2 separate regions of the Mus musculus genome follow, and region 2 is linked to region 1. The links are chromatin contacts, called in public Hi-C maps. All regions are on one chromosome and are shown on one strand. The core of a region is the stretch at or near the end of the contact, and the rest is flanking DNA. Distances in the headings are between cores, read along the strand shown. Region 1 has its middle 43 kb from the start of Cartpt. Region 2 has its middle 6.2 kb from the start of Gm41039.

The links. Hi-C and Micro-C count contacts between places; a contact is called where the count stands out from the background.
Region 2: a contact with region 1 is called in a Hi-C map of the N1E-115 cell line, with 3 times the contacts expected there. The contact joins two enhancer-like sites. A contact is called at or near these places in 16 of 484 Hi-C or Micro-C datasets (DN2 thymocytes, ECoMG-derived neutrophils, the N1E-115 cell line and 12 more) and 3 of 115 datasets of contacts at active chromatin or transcription factors (differentiating embryonic stem cells, embryonic stem cells and large pre-B cells).

Annotation. Positions count from the first base shown.
Region 1 is chr13:99,856,429-99,859,569 of GRCm38.p6, reverse strand. No RefSeq gene overlaps it. Among named protein-coding and RNA genes, the nearest start is that of Cartpt, 43 kb to the left of the region's middle. Within about 2 kb of position 1,624, at least 10 of the 459 cell types and tissues checked have an H3K27ac peak or open chromatin away from gene starts, as enhancers often do. A contact at or near this core is called in the N1E-115 cell line, where this site is marked.
Region 2 is chr13:99,939,367-99,942,187 of GRCm38.p6, reverse strand. No RefSeq gene overlaps it. Among named protein-coding and RNA genes, the nearest start is that of Gm41039, 6.2 kb to the right of the region's middle. Within about 2 kb of position 1,432, at least 110 of the 459 cell types and tissues checked have an H3K27ac peak or open chromatin away from gene starts, as enhancers often do. A contact at or near this core is called in the N1E-115 cell line, where this site is marked.

The DNA.
Region 1 (3,141 bases), core at 375-2,874:
GGTTGTACCACAGATTAAACAGGAGGACTCTGGAAAGTCTGCAGAGCCTTGCCACTACCTGTATTTGACACTTAACAGACCTGGCCCGGCTGGATTATCTTGACTGCAGTGCCTCTTGCTTTTCAAGTCTGATGAATATAGAAAGATCAAGGAACACACTGGTCTTTGGGAACAAGGAGTTTTACCTAATGATGAGCCTGGGGAAGATAGAGTATTCATTACTGACTTGAAGCCCTGGGTAAATTTGAGAGATTATCTTCAGGTGCACAAGCCAAGTGCTACAGAGTGCAGTCCTCCACTGCCCTCTACTGCTGGAAGATGGCACTGCAAGCTGTTGGTTGGAGGTGTGTGTGTGTGTGTGTGTGTGTGTGTGTGTGTGTGTGTGTGTGTGTGTGTGTGTGTGTGTGTGTGTGTGTGTGTGTGTGATGTGCTTAGTGGGCAGGCTTATCCCTTAAGAATGTGCAAACCACGACAATGAGGAAAAGAATCTCAAAAGTTAAATAGCAGTTTTTGTGGAAGTTTTTATTTGCACACAGATGTTTCAGCTGACTTAGTTTTAATTGTCAAAATGTATACATTTTTTTTTTAATTCTTTTTTTGTTTGTTTGGTTTTGGTTTTGGTTTTGGTTTTGGTTTTGGTTTTGGTTTTGGTTTTGGTTTTGGTTTTGGCTTTGGTTTTGGTTTTGGTTTTGGTTTTGGTTTTGATTTTGGTTTTGGTTTTTGAGACAGGGTTTCTCTGTGTGGCCCTAGCTGTCCTGGAACTCACTTTGTAGACCAGGCTGGCCTCGAACTCAGAAATCCACCTGCCTCTGCCTGCTGAGTGCTGGGAATAAAGGTGTGTGCCACCATGCTTTGCTCAAAATGTATACATTTATGATGCTTAACCTGTTTTGATAGACATCATAAAATAGCTAAATCAAGCTAGTTAACATACTATGACCTAATACACTTAACTTTTTCATGGCAAGAGCACTTAACATCTACTCTTTTAGCAGCTTTCAAGTATATGTTGCATTGTTATTAACTAGGTATAGGTACCATTATACAGTCTCTTGAACTCATTGCTCCTATCCAGGTGAGTTTTGTACCCTTCGATCAGCATCTCTCCCTCACCATACACACACTGTTGCTGAAAAGCACTGGACCACACATTCTGGCAGCCACCATTCGACTCTCTGCTGTTAGGACTTGGACTTTTAAAAATATATATCCCAGGGAGAGTTGCAGTAGGAACGTCTCTTTCCTGGTTTAGTTCAGGTAACATAATGAACTCTAGGTTCATTCATGCTTCTATAGCTGGCAGGATTTCCTTTCACTTTTAGATAGCTGAATACTATTCTTCTGTATGGATATAGCACATTTCCCGTATTTGTTCATCCACTGATTGACACCTAAGTTGACTGCCATTATCTTCGCTGTGGTGCAATAGACCTGGGCATGATAATGTCTCTGCAGCACACTGATGTCATTTCCTTTGGCTCAGTTCCCAGAAGTCAGATTGTTGGATCATACCCTAGTTCTATTTTTAGTTTTCAGGAACCTGATTTTCCATAATGACTGTGCTGATTAACATGTCTACTAACAGTGTCCAAGGGGTCTCTTTTCCTTTCATCTGCTTGGTAACAGCCACTCTAATGGATTTGCATTTTCATGATGATTAGTCAAGCTGGGGAGGTTTATACATCCCTCTGGATCCTGTGTGTTGTTTTCTTTTGGGAAACAACAACAACAACAACAAAACGGTGTCTGTTCAAGTCTTTTGACTGTTTTTTGCTGGAGTTGTTTTCTTTTTCCGCTGAGTTTTGTTTGGTGGTTTTGTTATTATCGGTGCATTTACTTCTAAGACTCTGATTTCTTTCGATGCATGGTCGTTGTAATCATTAAATGCTCACACTTCCTCTTCATTGTTGCTATCTTCCCATTGCTACCCTAATACCGACATGCTGGTGCGATGATCCGAGGAGATGGGATTTGGGAAGTCATTTGGTCATGGAGTGACTTCTTAAGAAGGTTGGCAACATAGAGGAAGCTGGCGGTGTCTCTTTCCATCGTGTGAGGATACAGGAGGTCAGCACTCAGATCAGAGACACCCTATCTAGAACTTGACCGTGTTGGCATTCGGTCTACCTCATGTTGTTTAAGAGTCATGCAGACTCATTATCATGTTGTAGCAGCCTGAACTAAAAATTCCTCAAGAACAAAACCCTCTGAGATCTGTTGCTTCTTACTGCCATCTTCCTTCCTGGCTCTGTGCAACCGGGAAAACAATTCTAGACCTTTTAAGTGCACATGGGTTCTGTAATGTATAAGCTCCACCTTCCTTGGATCTTCATAATGGCTGTAGCAGGTAGAGTAATGCAAATGGCTTAAAGGGTAAGGAAGGGCTTAGTTTTTTGGAATAAAACAGTGTCTGTTCAAGTCTTTTGACTGTTTTTGGTTTTTTTGTTTGCTTGTTTTTGTTTTGTTTTGTTTTTGCTGGAGTTTTGTTTGGTGGTTTTGTCATCCGTGCATTTACTTCTAAGACTCTGATTTCTTCCGATGCATGGTCAGACGGACAGACAGGCAGGCAGGCAGGCAGGCAGGCTGTGTGCTGGAATGTTCACTTACATCGTGGCCCCCGAGCTCTGCCTATGTTGAGAGTGAGGCTCAAGTCACGTTCTCCGACTACCTCAGGGCTTCTTACACCACTTTTCCTTCTTGTGATTCCTTTCTACCCAAGAAAAATTTACACGACCCCAAGTATGTAAACACATCAAAGTGAGCATAAACATAAAGCACTCACGGCTAATAAGTCATGAATAAATCACAATTTAAGACTATAGTCAATTTTTATACAATGAGATGGGTGCGTTTGTCTATTTTTGCATGAAGAATAAATCTTGGCTGAATAATTGATACAGAAGGGTTGGGAGCATCTTCATTTTTGAGAGCAGACTGATATTTTGATTTTATAGTCATCAATGCCAAGAATTCAGCTTTCCATAAATTTGTTCTTGCAAAATGTCAGAGGCGTTGTTATTACCCTAGACTTGGTAGGGACCTGGGAGAATGGAGCTGATAAATGAGGCAGACTAAAGTCTCATGCAGTAGCCAGCTTTATTCAGCGCATCAGACAGTTTATACTCAGGGTTGAGAAAGGTC
Region 2 (2,821 bases), core at 183-2,682, 83 kb before region 1:
TGGTCTCACACTCTTGGTTGACCTACGTTGATTTACCTTCCATTCCTAAGGTGGGTGGGCTGGAGACACATACCACCATGCCCAGCTCTCTGACGTCTACATTTAAAAAGATTTTTCAGAAAGAAACCACTGGAACTAAGTTTAAAAAGGAAAAATGATGCAGACAACAGAGCAGACTGTGGGCGTCGGTCCTCACCACATGAAGCATTCAAAAGAGCGTTCAAGCATCACTAGGGAGGGCAGATAGAGGGTTCAGAGTGTCCCCAGGGAAACTCAATTTGTTGTAATATTTCTCACTGTAGTGCATCACTGGGCAAGGATTTAGTTATGTTTAATTGGAAATGAGACTTTAAAAATTTTGACTGTCTTCCATTGGGGATAATTTAAAGACTGCAAAGAAGCAGAGTAGAATCAAATGAATTGTTAGGTAGCCTTTAGTGATCTCTGAAGAGCTCTAAGGCCACAGTGAAGGTCTAATAGGTAACCTTCTTACCCACAACTCCTTTGGAAATCATGGCGTTGCTTTCATTGTGTAGCTAATGGAAGTATTTTGGAGACCTCGGCTTTTATTTTGGAGCTACTGATATTTTAACTTTAATTTTTTTTTTCTGTCTTGGTTTTAAAGCTGCCTGTTTCCACCATAAACAATCTGTAGAAAAAGTAACCACAAAACTGGATTCCTGGAACCAGGCTCTGAAAATAAAGACACAATGAAGTCTTCAACAAGAATTAGATTAAATCTGAGCTAGAACAGATTTAGTATCTCTGAGTAGACAATTGTAAGAGCTTGCTAGAGAGAAGATTCAGTGTGAAGGTAACAGATCTGGGTCCTTTGTAGGGAAGGGTCTCTAATTGTGGGAGGTCCACCCCTTCTCTTTAAAATGTTATGATGATGATGATGATGGTGATGGTGATGAGAGTTACGGGGAGGGGGAGCATGCCTGCATGCCACAGTTGTGGATGTGTGGCTGTCTCTCATCTTGGGGAGATAGAACACTTAGATGATCAGGCTGCCCCACTGGGTGAGCTCACTGCTCTCCTTATCTGTTAATGCAAAGGTGACACTTGGTTTTTAGAGGTCACCCATCTTGTTGTCTCATTAAAATTAGCCATGGAGGTTTAAAACTATGCTGTGGTGTGATGGGATATTTTTTAACACCTAAATGCTCTAGAATAATGAATCTCAAACTTCAGTTTACATCAGAATCACCTTGCATTTGTTTAACTTTGTTTCTGTTTCTTTTTCTGTCATTGTTATCTATGTATCTATTTATTTAGACTGCGGCTCACTAGGTAGCCTACACTGGCTCAGACCGGTGCTGCTCTGGACCCTACCTCAGCTTCCTGTGAACTGGGATAGCAGGCCTGTGTGGCTGAGCCCAGTGGGAAGGCTTCTTAACATGCAGGTTGCTAGGCAACAGGCCAAGGTTTCTGCATCCTAGGTCTGCAGAGAGCTCCAGGGTTCCTTCCTAACAGACTGTGGCAGCTGGGCACCTGCATCTGCAGATGACTTTAATCTCTTGTGTAGTACTTAATTTTAGGACTCCATGATGGTTTTTGCTTTGGTAATATCACTTATTTATACTTCCTGTTACATAATTGTACATTTCTCTCCTCAAGTTTTGGGGCAGGGTAAATTTGTCTTAACATCTCACCAAATGTTAATTAAGAGCAGACATTTGTGGCAGTGACATGGCTCAGCAAGTGAAGGTGTCTGCTGCACAAACCTAACACACTCAAGTTGGATTCCTGGAACAAAGTTGTCCTCTAACCTTAGCATGGGCTTGATGACAACCCCACCCCAGCCCTGCAGCACCCCATACCACTAAATATACACACAAAAGAAGGAAAGGAAAGGAAAGGAAAGGAAAGGAAAGGAAAGGAAAGGAAAGGAAAGGAAAGGAAAGGAAAGGAAAGGAAAGGAAAGGGAGAGAGAGAGAGAGAGAGAGAGAGAGAGAGAGAGAGAGAGAGAGAGAGAGAATAAACATATCCTGAGCTGTATGAGAGAATAACTGAGGAATTTTTATTAAAAAACAAAAACCCTACAGAGCTAGAGAGATGCCTCAGAAGCTGAGAGCACTTGTTTTTTCCAGAGGTCCTGAGTTCACTTCCCATGATGGCTGGAAATTGCTACAACTCCAACTCCAGGAGAGCCCATGCCTCTGGCCTCAAGTCACACACACACACACACACACACACACACACACACACACACACACACATGTCACATGCATACACAAAAGGGGGGGGGAATCTTTTAAAAACAAAGAAGAGAAAAGAAAAGAATCCTGGAGTCTTCTTGGAATAATTGGACATTTTCTCATGTTGGGACCCATATGCAGTCAACACCAACACTGCGAGACCTTACCCAGTACAGCCACATCAGATTTCAAGCTGTGGCAGATATTGAAGACTCCTCCATGAATTTAAAATTGTTAATTTCAGATCATGCACAAATTTGGTGCTGCTCACAGCCCCACTAAAGCCTGCCTTATTTTGACTCTCTTCCCCACGTCTGGCTCTCTGTTAGGAGTACCAAGGGCTAGGAAGAGTCTTATGAGCTTTCTCCACAAGTGATGGGCAGAACCAAGACAGAGCAAAAGCAAGCTAAAACAAAAGTTTTATGTAATGGGCCCTAACAGCAGCAGAAACGTCACTTCCCCGGGATTGTTCTGAGTCATCTTTCTGCACCGGTGCCCGTGTTGCAGCTTGTCCGTGAGTTAAACGGGTTTAGGTCTCTACGGATTCCTGCCAGTTCCTCATTTCTAGATGACTGAGTAGACTTTAAAAAGGGAAGATTCATTATCCAGATGGTTGGTAA